Linked DNA regions of Cricetulus griseus: region 2 is linked to region 1. A link is a contact called in public Hi-C data. All regions are on one chromosome and are shown on one strand. Each heading gives the region's core, a stretch centred on a gene start, on an enhancer-like site or on the middle of the called end of the contact. The rest is flanking DNA. Distances are from core to core; before and after follow the strand shown.

Region 1 (7,548 bases), core at 3,508-6,007:
GCATTTCATTCAGATACCTGGCTAGCAGAGGATCTGTCAGGGAGCATTGCCTCCAAGTCCCTGCTTCTGTTTGCCTGCAGGCAGAATCTTCTTTCTTTCCTGCCAGTCCCCGACCTCTCATCAGAGAAGCCCCACCATTCTGTTTCTCTAAACTTGTCTCTTTCTTCTACTGAAATGATTTATTTTTTTGAGGCAGAGACTTTCTTTGTAGTTCAGGCCATCCTGGCACTCACTCTGTAGACCAGGCTGGCCTCGAACTCACAGAGATCTGCCTGCCTCTGCCTCCCGAGTGCTGGGGTTAAAGGCGTGCACCATGGTCACCACCAGGTTCACTTGCATATTTTTAAAGTATACTATCTTTTGATAGCCTGATCAGATGAATTAATATTTCTCATACTACTTATTACATGTTCACATAACATATATACATGTAAGTAATATATAGAATTTAATAACAACACTAATTAACTAGGAATATAGAAATAATGAGAATTCAGGAATAATTCAGAAATAAGTGTAGACTTTTATATATAATATGCATATTATCACATGTATAGTATATGTAATGCATATAAGTCAATAGTTGTTATATATGATTGCAATATTTTCCTGTCAGTCAGAATTTTTGCAACAACTAAAAATGTTGCAGCTTCATTTTGGAGAATGTATAGTAAAAGCCCTTCTACTGTTCTTTCATTTTTTCCTCCTCTTCTTCTTGGGCTAGGAGAGTACTCTGTGATTGGTAGAAGTCTCCTGGCTTCCTGAACATGTTTGTAGACCCCCCTTCCTCCCAGGGCACACCTGAACCTTTAATGCATACATCTCTAGCCCTTTCGTGCATTCTTTATACTTGTGTGGCAGGATCTGTTTTAGGATGTGCCTAAAACTGATCCCTTTTGACTAGTAATCAACTATTACCAGAGGAAAGATTCCTATTAAGATTTTTATGTATTCATTTTTACCTACCTTTAAGAAACTAAAGGGAACATTATGGAAATACAGTCTAAATTTTTAGTTTTCCTGTTACATTATTATTTTGTTATATAGAGTGTGTAAGTCTTTGCAGGATTACCAATGCTTCAGAATGCCAGGTTGAATTTAAAAATATTTTCTCCTTCAAAGTTAGGGTTTGCACAGGTGTTTACATACATGACATCAACAGAGATATAAATGAATATATGACATAAGCAAGCATTGTCTGCCTATAACAGATTACAGAGCATCCACGCATAATGTACATGATATTGGTAAATTGTCATGTGTGGGGTTGACTGCTTCAAACCAAGCCCCTTGTCCTGGGATGTACTGGATCCCTGACTCTGAGAGGGAAGAGAAGAGCAGAACAGCCCAAGAGGTAACACTGTGCCAGTGAGAGGAGCTAGAATGTGAACTGTTTCCAATAGAGCTGCCTATCCCATAATATAAGCTGCCTGCAGTGCAAACCAGAGGCCAGAGTTTAGCACGGGAGACTCATCAATGGGAAGATAAAAAGCTCAGTGGGAAACTGCAGCTGATTGTTTCCCTGGGCCTTCCCCGGTCAGTTTCTGCTGGGTGATAGTGTCTGCTGTGGAGGAAGGGCTGCTGTCTCAGCTGGTTTATTCTCTTATTTCTGCTTGCTGTATACCCAATACACTCACCCATTCCAAATTGAGGGCATAGCTATTGTGGATCATTCTCCATATAAGCAATATGCAAACACACATAATTCCTGTATGAATTACATGGCCATCATATACCTATTTACATATATGTCTTGTGAACTATATCCTTCCATGACTTATATTTCTGTGTACACATGTACATATGTTTTAGTAAAGCAGATTAATCAAGAAGTGAGAAAATTTGGGCTTTTATAGGTCACTCACTGTTCTATTTTAAAATAAGTGTCATTATGGGAAGTATATGTGAAATTAAGATTTTGACGTGCCAGTCATTGGCTAGGGAGTCTTTGACAAAACTCTTACTCCTAAGAAACACTACTTTGTATTATGATGAACATATCAGATGTTAAGGTCTATGTGATTATAAATACTGTTTTTTTTGTTTTTTTGTTTTGTTTTGTTTTGTTTTGGTTTGGTTTTTGGTTTTTCAAGACAAGGTTTCTCTGTATTGCTTTGGAGGTTGTCCTGGAACTCGCTCTGTACACCAGGCTGGCCTTGAACTCACAGAGATCCGACTACCTCTGCCTCCCGAGTATTGGGATTAAAGGTGTGTGCCACCAACGCCCGGCTAGATACTGTATTTTTTATTAGTAGTGTTGGTATCATCTGCTTCATTCTTGAACTTTCTAAGTTCTTTGATTATTAAAAAGTAATGCAAGGTAGTAGTAAGTAATTTTCCTGTCTGAAGATTTCACATGACTTTGTGATGTGCAAACACAATGTTGAATGATCATAACTAAAACAGTATGGCATCCATGTGTCAATGCTACAAATCAACATTTCAGAATAAAGGAGAGGATTCTCACAGACCTCAGATCAGGGACTCATGTGACCAAGATGGAATATCAGTAACAGGAAAGGATTCATTTCTTTAAATGAATACCTCTGAAAACACTTAACCAGGAATTTAAAAATAACAAAGTCAACTCCTTCCTTTATTCCATATCAGAATAAATTTAAATTGGATAAAATGCTTAATTGGAAACTGACATTCCCGTGTATTTCAGATGAATACCTTTGTTATATTGAGACAAGGATTCACTTCTAAATGTAATCCCAATCCTGGGATTTAAAGATTAATAAATAGGTTGACTAAAAGTTTGAGGACCCTTCATTTAAAAAGCAGCATCAATAATCTGGGTAGTGGTGGCGCACACCCTTAATCCCAGCACTTGGGAGGCAGAGGCAGTCGGATCTCTGTGAGTTCAAGGCCAGACTGGTCTACAGAGTGAGTCCCAGGACAGCCAGGGGTACACAGGGAAACCCTGTCCTGGGGCAGGGGGCAGCATTGAGAAGTTGGAATGCAAATGATGTGCTGGCATCAGTATATGCTGGCCAGTGGCATATATGTTGATGCTGGCATGGCGTATATGTTGACAAAAGGTATTCTCTAGAGAGTGTTGTCAGGGTCTGCAGCAGAACAAAGGCCAGCTGCAAACCAGCAAGCAATGGTTTGCCGTTACAGAAGCAGTCTGGCAGTTTAGCAATTTATATATCTAGTTTTTCACTATTTCCTTTCTGAAAAATAACGAAACTACCACATAAAGCTGTAAGTAAAAGGACACACTGCAGCACAATGAATGTAGATATCTAATTTTAGGTACTATATAGCTATGGACTATCTGTAAACTATGTTGAGTTAAAATTCAGTACAGTGGAGGCTGGGGAGATGGCTCAGCAGTTAAGAGCACTGTCTGCTCTTCCAGAGGTCCTGAGTGCAATTCCCAGCACCCACATGACAGCTCACACTGTCTTTAACTATAGTCCCATGGAATTTGATGCCCTCTTCTGGTGTTCAGACAAAACAGTCATAAAAATAAGTAGAACTTTAAAAAAAAATCAATACATTAAATGTGGTTTATTTATTTACTTATATGTGTGTGTGTGTGCAGTTTGTGTGTTTGGGTACACACGCACTGGCGTGGGGGGGAGAGTAAGAGAGAGACAGGGAGACAGAGACAAACAGAGAGACAGACAGGGAGAGAGACAAAGCAAGCAGAGAAAGACAGAGGACTAATTTTGGATGTCATCCTCACCCTCAGGAAAACCATCCACCTCTTCTGAGACAGTGTCTCTCATTGGCTCGGAGCTCACCAGTTAGACTAGACTAGCCGGTTAGGGAGTGAGCCTCCTGTCTCCTCTTCAGTGGTAAGATCATAAATATGGACCACCACTCCTGCCATTTTAATGTGGGTTCTGTAGTCAAGCTCATGTTCTCATGCTTGGGAGGCATCTCCTAGCCCAAATGTGGCCTTATTTCTGTAAAATACCTACACCTGCAAAGTGTGTGAACAACCATGATGACGTATGGAGCTGTGTTTCAGTGCTCAGTGCTTTGCTGGGATTTTGAGTAATGTGCATTTTCTTCATTATACTTTCCAGGATTGTTAGAATTTTATGCTATATATTACTTTTACAACTATGAAAAAACATTGCTTTCATTTTTAAAAGTATTCTTTATGGGGTTGAAGAGATGGCCCAGAGATTAAGAGCACTGATTGCTCTTCTAGAGGACCGGTTCAATTCCCAGCACCCACATGGCAGCTCGCAACTGTCTGTAACTTCAGTTCCAGGGGACCCGGACATCCATGGCAAAATGCCAGTGCACATAAAATAAAAATAAATTAATTTTAAAAAGTATTCTCTATCTTCCAAGTGGAGAATTTATCTTTGAAAGCTGTGATACAAATCTCAAATTGTTAAGGAATAATAAAACAATGCATTTTACCAGTCGAAAAACCAGAAAGTTCTTTGTTGTTCAATAGTGCTTCTTTCTGAGGGACTCACAGTGTGTCAGATGCCAGTGTCACCCAATACATTTTCAAGAACTAAAAAATCAAATGAATCAAATATCCTTACATTAGGGCTGGGGAGCATTAAGGATTATAGTCAATCAGTGATGAGTTTGGGGCAAACTTTGCAAATTCTTTTGGAAAATGAATCCTTAAAATTTTCTCTGTTTAGGATGTATGGGTAGGCAGCAGCCGTGAAATGTGAAGGACTTCAAAGGGAAGCCGGTGGTATGCAGTAGTGGCACCAGTCTTGGCTCCTGGCCCTTTTAAGAATCATGATTCATATAGTCTTTGGTTGCATGCCATTAGAAAAGATTAGGTTGCACTAGGTGGGGTGGGTGTTTCACCATCCGGCTCCCAGTACAATAGTTGGGGGAGCATGCTTTTTTTTGGGGGGTGGGGTGGGGCTCAGTGTTGGGTAAATACAGCCCAAGCCATGCAGAAGGCTTCACATGTGATATTAGGAGTCACCCGGCAAGGAACATTTAGAAGATGTCTCTTTTCAAATGCATGTCGTACATTTTCATTTGAAATGCCAGGGAGTTGGAAGAATTTAGATGTCTCTTTAAAACGTAGTTTTTACATTTTCATTTGAGACAAGGAGCTGGTAGGTTCCTCTTTGAAAATGGAACCGACTGCAGTGAAGCCTGGATGTGCTGTCATCAGTGTGTCGGGCCTGGAAAGGTCACCTGTGACTGTCGTATGTCTGCTTTAAGTGTCCATCATGCTCCGTGTCAGGATATGCCAGGCGGGTCACACTCTCCCCAGCAAATGCTGAATAGTATTCCTTTCTTCCTCTTCTTTTAAACAGCATCCTTTGAATTTTTTTATTCCCACATGGTGTTTATCAGCTCCTTTGTAAATATTACCCCAATGGATAAACTTAATTTCTTAAGGGGTGGGGGGAGGTACATAGAATAAGGCCAGTTGCTTAAAGGTTTAGTGAGTGACCACCCAGGAATTTAGAACCCGTCTACTGTATTCCTTGAAGGTTTCATCTCCCTCAATGGTGAGAAATGGATTTTAAAGTTCACCGAGAGAACTGAAAACCACAAGTGCTAACTTGAGAGATAAAAAATAACTTTGGCCAAGGGAAAAGCATGTGAGGGGTTGGATTGTCTCCCAGGAGCCTGGCTAAAGGTCACTGGAAAATAGGCTCTCCGGGGTTTCTGAGATGTAGTTGACATTCTAATGGAAAGGGGATTTTGGGAGTGAGGCCAGTAAGGAAAGAGTGTGCCGTTTCTTTGAACAGTCTTCACCCAGATGTCCCCTTTGTTTTATCTAATTCTTTTTCCTGAGAAGTGCTGCTCCTTGTGATCATAACACAACAGTGATGGTGATTTGTGGTCTGACATCGCCTTTCCTCCAAGGCATTCCTCAAGCCTAGGACCATAGTGATATTTTCAAATGTATACATAAGCAGCACACAGACAGCTCAACTGAAAGAATACCCATGTCTTCAGCAAAGTTATTTTGGTCACGGTCAGCCTTTGCACAGAGCATTGTTGTAGATATATGGACATTTGTATGGTCCGGATGCATTGTACTGTGTTATGAATTCTTGATGTGAAGAGAGCAGTTAATGGTTGAATGCATTGATTGTTTGTGTTATATGTGCCTCACTTTCTCCCCTCCACTCCCAACCTTTAATCTGAATATTTGAGTTGGGTCCTGGGGAGGTGGGAAGGAATGAAGAACAGATTCAAATCATCCTGTCTGTGCATGAGTCTGAAAATGTGGATGAATTATGCATATTGTAGACGGTCCGAATGCTCATCCTCATCTGTTTGTCTGAGTATGCTGGAGTAGTTGGAATGACCCCTGTAGGCAGTAAATACATGATGTATTGGAAGCCTTTGTCCTTCTAGGAGGTTGAAGGCCAGGTTTTTGTGTCATTGCCATTTCTCGGAATCTCTGACAGTTGCCATGACTTAATTTTTGACTGGAAGGTGTCATGAAACTCAGACTCAGAACAGAGACCGATGGTATTTTGCTTAATCTTGAACTTTGTTGTTTTTATTTGAATATTTTTTTTAGAACATACTGCAGGGTTGGTGGATAGTCATTATGTATACAACTAAGAAATGCAAAATTTCCTTTAAAAGAGAAATTAGAATAATGAGAAGTGTATAGAGAGAAGGAAGGCCTTGATTCATATTACTCATTTTGAGCTTCCTGTTTTTATATCCTACAGATTTGTAATTTGCAATTTAGAACTCACCTATGTACTGTATTTGTAAGCTATATATAGTTTTTATTTTTCTCCAAAAATAAAATTCAGCCTCCTTGATTGCAGGGAGGTTATGCAGTGTTTGTAAAGCCTGTAGTTTGATCGCAGAGGGTGTCGGTTCAGTGAAGAGATTGTCAAGGAACTTGTGGATTTTACTTTTCTTTATTAGGTAGCACAAAGGCCATGACAAGTTCTCTTTTTGTCTTCTGCCTCCTGCCATCCCATATTGCTGCCATTGCTATCTGTGCTTACTAAATATACAGTGACCACACAGAGAAGCCTCGACAATTCCAGTTCTTCCATTTCACTTGCTTTTCCCTCTGATTTTCTACTGTAAAACATGGGACAAACCTGCCAAGGGAAGCTGTCACGGAGGATGTGGAGCCTGGGGTGGACTGACTGGAGTGAGGAGGACAGAGAAGGCTGATCACACAGCCATGTTCATCTATCAGTGTTGTAATTGTGCTCAGTATATTAGCAGTGCCTCCTTTTTTTCTTCCTTTTTTATTTAAATTAGAAACAGTATTGTTTTATAAGTAAATCCCAGTTTCCTCTCCCTCCCCTCCTCCCCTGCCCCCACCAAGCCCCTATCCCATCCCTTTTCTGCTCCCCAGGGAGGGTGAGGCCTTCCATGGGGGATCTTCAACGTCTGTCATATCATTTGGAGCAGGGCCTAGGCCCTCCCCTGTGTGTCTAGGCTGAGAGAATATCCCTCTATGTGGAGTGGGCTTCCAAAGTCCATTCATATACTAGGGAAAATTACTGATCCACTACCAGAGGCCCCATAGACTGACCAGGCCTTCTAACTGATACCCACGTTCAGGGGGTCTGGGTTGGTCCTATGCTGGTTTCCCAGCTATCAGTC
Region 2 (7,548 bases), core at 2,894-5,393, 70 kb after region 1:
TCAGTATCTGTCACTCACACCCACACTGCAGTGGAGGTATTGGTCAGTATCTGTCAACTGACACCCATACTGCAGGGGAAGCACTGGTCAGTATCTGTCACTCATACCCACACTGCAGGGGAAGCACTGGTCAGTATCTGTCACTCACACCCACACTGCAGTGGAGGTACTGGTCAGTATCTGTCAATCACACCCACACTGCAGGGGAAGCACTGGTCAGTATCTGTCACTCACACCCACACTGCAGTAAAGTGCCTTTCTGTTTGCACCCTATTCTCCTAAAGTGTAAGGGCCTCACACCAATAACTCTTCCTTATCCAGTGCCTGATTACATACAAGCCATGCTTATGCTATCCCACATGAAAAGACTGGCTAGGCACAAGAATAATAGGAAAAGCCTTGAGTATAAAATTAAAAGAAGGGAGGTCAACATAGAGGACAAAGAGGCGCCGAGGAAGTGAAGAAGGACAACAGGATGTATAAACACACAAACAGAAGGAAGGTCCTGGGGCCCAGGGAGGACTGTGGTCTTTGCAAGGGTTCAAGGGGCTGGGGGATGGAGAAGAGGAAGGAGGAGAACCAACCAGAATATATTTTTTGGGGGACTGTGTAATGAAACCTAATACCGTGAATACTAGTTTAAATATTTAAAAATATTTAAATAAATAAAAAGACCTGAAGTAGGATGATAGATTCACTTCAGGAATATATAATTGTGATTTTAATAAACTTGGTTTTAGAATTTACTGAAATACTATAGTTGAGCAAAAAATGCAACCATTTTAAAGCGTGAGGCATTAGCTTAACACTTTCATTTTGTATTCACTTGAACAGTTAATAAATCTTATTAATACATTATTTAAATTTTTAAAGTAAATGAAAACTTAAAAGATAAAGCTTAGTAAATATTGTAAGATATCATCCTGAGGAAAAAAGTACAGAGTGGGCCTTATTTGAAAAAGTATTTTTTACATATAGGTAAGAGAAGGTAGAAATTTGAAAGGAACAACTGGTATACCCAAAGCAAAACTAGTGACAGCATATATTACAGGCATGCTTCCCCCAAAGAAGAGAACAGCCAGATACCATTATAAAAGGGAACTCCATTAAAAAAAAAAAAACAAAAAAAAAACCCAATGTCTGATTTCATTGGCTCTTCATTTAGGAGTGTTCTGGAGAAAGATAATGTATGACTGTCATTAGAGACCTACCTGCTTATTTTCCTGTGTGTCCCTTCAAATCAAAGCTAGCATGTCCTTTGAAACCTTTCTTTTGTTTCTTATTATTCTACAGCATGTAGTACTTGCAATGTTATTGCTTTTGGTTTTGATGTGAAACAAGACTGACTGACTATTTAAAAGAAAAGAATGGTGTTACCTTGGTTGATGATTTAAAGAAAAGACTTCTTCATAATATATTTAAGACACCTAAGATGCCTTTTGTCCTCAGGGTAGCACTGTAGTTCTTCAGTGCTTGAGTCGATATTGCAATTTAATACTGCACCTACATAGAAAATTACAGTTTTTAAACTGTTTATTCTAAGTGCTTTCAAAATGAAGACACTACAAAAGTCGTAAAAGTGTGCTGTTGAAAAAAAATTAAGTAGAAGATTATTAATTCTATAAAGATCAAGAATATTGCAAATTCAAATGATCCCACTCATTATCAACATGGGGTCGCTCTACAGGTTTGCATATTGTAATATGTTCTTAAAATGGGATATGTAATGATTTTGTAGATCAACTATTTATATTTCCTAGCTGCTGGATCTCTTTCTTGCTGTGAAATATGTTCATTTTATTATGATAATATGAATGTATACAAAGACTATAAATGAAATGTTAAATCATGTTTCATTCAGGTTTTAAAAGCACCCAGTCCATTTTAAAGAATTTGGGTAACTTAATTTAAAAAATAAATTATTTTGTGAAAAGATGCTCGAAAACATGTGTTCCTTGTAGCAGTTCTCCAATGACTTTGACTTTCAAAAACATTTATTTATGTATTTGTTTGTTTGTTTATTTATTTGTGAGTGTGTGTGTGTGTGTGTGTGTGTGTGTGTGTGTGTGTGTGTTGCAATGTGCCACGGAAGGTTCGTGAAAGTCCAAGGGTTTCTTGAGGGAATTGGCTCTTTTTCCTACTAGGAGTCCCAGGGATTGAACTGAGGTCACCTGGCGTGGCAGCAGGCACCTTCTCCCACTGAGCCCTCTCACTGATGCAATATTTTCTTTTAAATTAGATTATTTCCAGGCTTGATTACCAAGATCTCAATTTGTAATCTGCAGAACTGGTGGCTTTGGAAAGACATGTAATTTCCCTGACTTTTCTCCTCCATCTGCAAAAATGGAGGTAATGCTTCGAACAGTGAATAAAAGACCAATGTTCATGAACAGAAAGCACCTAGCATGTGACGTAGGATGGGTACTAATAGCAGTGTAGTGATTATGGTCCAAGAGACCAACTCCTGGAAGCAACAAGAGCACATTTTTATGTGCAGTTATATAAAAGGTAGCCTAAGTCAGAGACTCCAAGAAATCATTACAGTGAGTGTATAGAGAAGGTAAGAGAAGCAAAACATGAAAAAAAAAACAAACCAAAAACCAAAAAACATAGAAGTATATTGTTCATTCTGTCTGTCAAATCACAATCCTATCAAAATACTTAAGGAAAGTCCAGTCTGCTGTAATGCGATTATTAATAGTAGCCTTAAGATTTGATCTAGCTGAGCACAGGCAATCCCATGAAGCTACCGTGAAGTTTGGTGACACCCAGCATTGCATCAGTGTCAGTACAGTGACTCCGCTTAAACAAATCCACATCAAATAACTACTCTTAGTCCTGTTGCTAAAATTTTTAACATTGTATTTCTTCACTTTGGTTTGGAAATAATTTAAGGCTGAAACCCCTGAACTTCAATGATCCAGTGAACCATCTAGAAATAACTTGTATACACTGACTCAGCTCTGACAAATGGGGAACCTGCATAAGACTCCTTTAATATAAGTGACAATGGTGTGACTGGGACAATATATGAGGCCACTAGCAGTGGGTCCAAGATCTAACACTAATGCCCAAACTGACTTAGTGGAGCCCATTCTATATGGAGAGATACCTTGCCCAGCCTAGACACGGGGGTGTGGGGGTGGAGAGGTGCCTTGGTCCTGTCTCAACAAGATGATGGGACAAACTTAGTAGACTTCCTAGGGGAGGCCTTACCCTCTCTAGGGGAACAAATGAGAGGTGGGGCGAATGGAAGGATTGGGAACTGGGATTGGAATGCAAAAAATAAATTAATAAAAAATGGAGGGAAAAAGAAATAACTTGTATAGGTAACTGGGGAAGTATAAAAGTGCATAGGCAGAGATGCAAGCAGAAGGTCTGGTGTTCCAGGAGCAGTTGGATTTCTGGTTGAGCACATTTGGCCTCTACCTTGCCCAGCTGCCTTTAATTAATCAATTAATTAATTGATTGATTAATTATTGCTGGGCATGTGTGCATGCCACGGCACACATGTGGAAGTCAGAAGACAACGTGCAGGGCTTGGTTCCCTCCCTTTACCTTGTGGATTCTGGGTAATGAACTCAGGCAGACAGATTTGGCAGTGAGCTCCTTTAACCACTGAGCCATGCGGGCTCCTAGCTGCCATCTCTTAACAATAAAAAGCATTTAAAGTCCACTAGCGTACAGAATAGTCACTTGAAGATGGTGCTGGGCCAGACAAAAATTTAAGATGATAGATGTAAACATTATCATCATCTTGATGTATGAGGTGTGGGCTAAGCCTGGTCACAACAGTTACCTCACACATAAGGCCCAATGGTATTTCCTCCATACACGATCCTTGATAACAAACAACCTATACAAGGTTGCAGCAGCAACTTATTTCAGTGTTAGTGGCTTTGAAAGTATACATGTGTACACAATGGATTTAACATGTAAAATAAAATAAAAAAAAACTGTGGTTAAATATTTTCTAGAAACCTTTGGTTTCTCAGAGATTTGAATACCACTTGAGAAAACATACCCTGAATTCCTTCTAGAGAAAGACAATAAGCATTTAGATTGTTGGCTAAATCTTTCATCCCCACCCTCACCAAAACAGTGACTCATACATTATCCCTGGCTAGCTTATAACTGACTGTGTAACCCTGCTGGCCTCAAACCCACAGCTCTCTTCCTGCCTCACCCTCCTCTGAATGCTGATATTATAGACGTAAGCCATCATCTCCAGCAAAACCTTCAGTCTTCACCTGATATTTCAGGAATAGTGAACATTTCAGGATAATTGCTTTTGCCTTTTCATAATTAGGATGGGCTATTATTTTCTTTCCTTGTTCCGTCCTAGGTGTGTGTGTGTGTGTGTGTGTGTGTGTGTGTGTGTGTGTGTGTGTGTTATTTGCCTGTTTACTTGCTTTTGCCATTGGCTATAGTTATGGGTAGTGGTTTAGGATTCAGTGTGGATGGTGTGTTCATAACTGCACATCAGACAGTATTTATTTCTGATTTGGACTAAATGGCTGCCTGTTACAAGGGCTTCCACTTTGTTTATAGGCTTTATTATGTTGTCCTCTGGAGATGGTAAAACCCTTTGTTTCTGTCCTTATTTGCAGCAATGCATGGCTAACATCTAAAATGCTTTATAACTTTGACAATTGCAAAACGGTTGGCTGTTTTAATATGTTTTAATAGATACAGGAGACAAAGGGACAGTATCATTTGGTGGTTACAATGAAAAGATAAGGAAATAAACTGCTTTTCTTTTTTAAGAAAATCCTTCTGGCATCTTCAACATGTATTGCTGCCATTAAAGGTTTGAGTTTATGGTTCCTTGTAGTAATACGTGTGTGTGTGTGTGTGTGTGTGTGTGTGTGTGTGTGTGTGTGTGTATGTGTGTGTGTAACATATATATGATCTATCTATCTCTCTATATATATGCATAGATAATAAATATGTTACCTAAGGAAGCCTCATGAAAAGGTCAATTCTATCTTTGCTATCACAGAAAGATAAATTCTAGAAAAAGGGATTAATTGTGATAACTGGCATTTTTACACCCAATAAACACACTTCCCTAAGTATTGCCCCTTGCCCCACCCTGGTGTGGTGAGTCTCAGCAGAATACATATGTCTTTTGTGGTCGGGTTGGTGCAGAATGGCTCTGAGTGAGATCAGATTAACAACTTGGGATAGATTTTGTGAAAGTGTTTATGTTCATGAATTTTGCAGAGTTCAAGGAGTTTTTTTTTTTTCTATCACAAATCACCTAGCAACTAGATTTAAGCAGAAGTTGGAGTTTATTTTACAAAACACGAAAAAGCTTTTAAACCAGCGTCTTTGAGGTAAATCTGTAGCCAAAGTGAGGCCACCTGCTGTTAAGAAAAGTGCTTACACATTCAGGACATTTCTGTCCCCAATAGAGGAGATCGCTGAGTAAAAAGCTGCCGTTGCAGCTTCCGTCCGATAGGTGGCAGCAGTTCCCGCAGTTTCAGAGCATAACAATAGCTGGGTCTGTGGCTCCAAGAATAAAGCTGTCATGAACTCATGGGATCTTTATACAGTAAGGGCTCTTCTTTGAAATGTGATACATGAGAAAATTACCATTAGTTTTTAGTTTCCTTTTTAAGATTTAAGTAGCTTATCTTTTTTTTTGTAAGTTCCATTTTGTGTTTGAAATGGTGCCCCAAACAAGTGTTAACAGCCATCATTTTGTGATGTTGTATTATAAAGTCGAGTCTTTGGGTTATCTGAGGGAAAGCTATGCTGCTAACTTCTTTCTCCCCTTTTCTTTCCCCCTCCCGGTGCCCTAATTACAAGAATAATCCATTGTTAATTTTGACTGCTGCTGCCGTCTCTACGAGCCTAATTTCCCTCATGCTTAGTAGCTGAGTGGTTAATGGTTTAACAGCGCCATTCACCTTCTAGGAGGCTTTGAACCAAATTGTAGCACCTATAAAAGAATGATTTTGCAACTGTCTTTAATAAGAAGGGGTTTTGAATAATGCCGTGGCTTCTGATCGGCTAAGAACCGAGGCAGCATCGCTCTTGGAGCAGCGTATCTTTTGGTCTCTTCCATGTTCGTACACACAAACCCTTCCCCTATTCAAAATACGTTGTAGGTGTAGGGGGGTGTGGGGTCGTTGTTCATTTTAATGGTAAAACTGATTGCCTAAAATGTGTTCTCTGGTAATTGTTTTAATTCAGAGAGTTGCATTCTTAAATGAACCCCCTTTTTTTGATCCAAGTCAAAATAGAGTTAAGCCTACCTTCAAAAATGTTTTTCCTCCCAGAAATTCAGTAGCAGCCACTGTCTTATTATTCAAATTAATCATCCAGAAACCGTAACACGATAATTTATTCAAATTAATATGAAAATTTGAGAATCCTATTTTTTTAATTTAGAAAAGACTAAGCTCTATTTATTTATTTATCATCTTGGGATAGCAGAAGTAGAAACGTGGCTGAAATACATGAGCATTCTTACATATTTTGAGGGAACATCTTGAACTGTTATTCTTTGGAACGCACCTATTTTTATCAGTCACATACATTTTTGATCTTTCCTGAATTTTGGGTTTTAGGACTAATCTATTTCTATTAAGTAAATAGAGCATCGAACTATTTCAAATGCAAGCATACATATTAAGTGTGCACTGTACATATGTTACACAGAGATACATATGTATAGTTCTTGTAGATAAAGGAAATGTTGGTTTTTAGGTTGGAAAACATTTATATCTCTTAAGAACAAGCTTCATGCCTATACATCTATAACCATAGCAATTATTCAACTGGTCAGAGTGGCTCATACTTAATTAATTAGTGATGGCTTAATTAATCATGTATACTTCCCTCTCTCTCTGGTGTGTGCGAAAGAAAGCAGGGTAATAAAATAGAGGTGGTTTCTAAGAATTTTTTATGCTCTAAACAGTTATGAAGTAGCACTGTATGCTACTTAAAAATAGTGTTTTTAGAGTAACTGTGAACAAAAATACAAGTAAATTTCTTTTTGAATACTTTCCATGTTAAATATCCATAAAAATGTTTTTGAAGGAATAATGACAATTTAATAATATGCAATTTTTTGTCCTTGCTGGCTTTTTTATTTTTTTTGGCATATTTGAATAGTAAACAACAAACTCAGCCTCTGAAACAAGGCTGTTTAGGACATCGGCAACTGGGCATCCCCACCTGAAAAAAATATCTCAATCATCCAAATGCCAACAGACTGAAATACAAACCCCAGTGCTCTTTTAGAACACTGTGCTAAAATCATTTTAGTTCATGTTAAATTGTGAACATATTCAGGTGATCGTCTTGTTCTAGTATGTAAATTTAAAAAAATTATTTTCACAAAATGCTAGCTGTCCTTCAGTGAACTTACATGACTTTCTTTTCTCTCTCTCTCTCTCTCTCTCTCTCTCTCTCTCTCTCTCTCTCTCTCTTCCTTTCTTTTTTTTTTTAACAGCTATTCCCTTGTGGTTAGGTTGATGCTTGTTTGGAAAGTGAAAAATCATTTTGATGAATGAAAGGCTTTTAGTGAGTCCCATA

What was found. A called contact is a pair of places that touch in the nucleus more often than the background predicts.
Region 2: a Hi-C map of the CHO-K1 cell line shows a contact between it and region 1, with 4 times the contacts expected there. The contact joins two enhancer-like sites. A contact is called at or near these places in 4 of 8 Hi-C or Micro-C datasets (the CHK-Q cell line, the CHL-YN cell line, the CHO-K1 cell line and 1 more).

The regions. Positions count from the first base shown.
Region 1 is chr5:86,703,129-86,710,676 of CriGri-PICRH-1.0, forward strand. The region is part of intron 3 of Camkmt (calmodulin-lysine N-methyltransferase); the gene reads left to right. Among named protein-coding and RNA genes, the nearest start is that of Camkmt, 23 kb to the left of the region's middle. Within about 2 kb of position 4,758, at least 1 of the 6 cell types and tissues checked has open chromatin away from gene starts, as enhancers often do. A contact at or near this core is called in the CHO-K1 cell line, where this site is marked.
Region 2 is chr5:86,773,343-86,780,890 of CriGri-PICRH-1.0, forward strand. All of the region lies in intron 3 of Camkmt (calmodulin-lysine N-methyltransferase), which reads left to right. Among named protein-coding and RNA genes, the nearest start is that of Camkmt, 93 kb to the left of the region's middle. Within about 2 kb of position 4,144, at least 1 of the 6 cell types and tissues checked has open chromatin away from gene starts, as enhancers often do. A contact at or near this core is called in the CHO-K1 cell line, where this site is marked.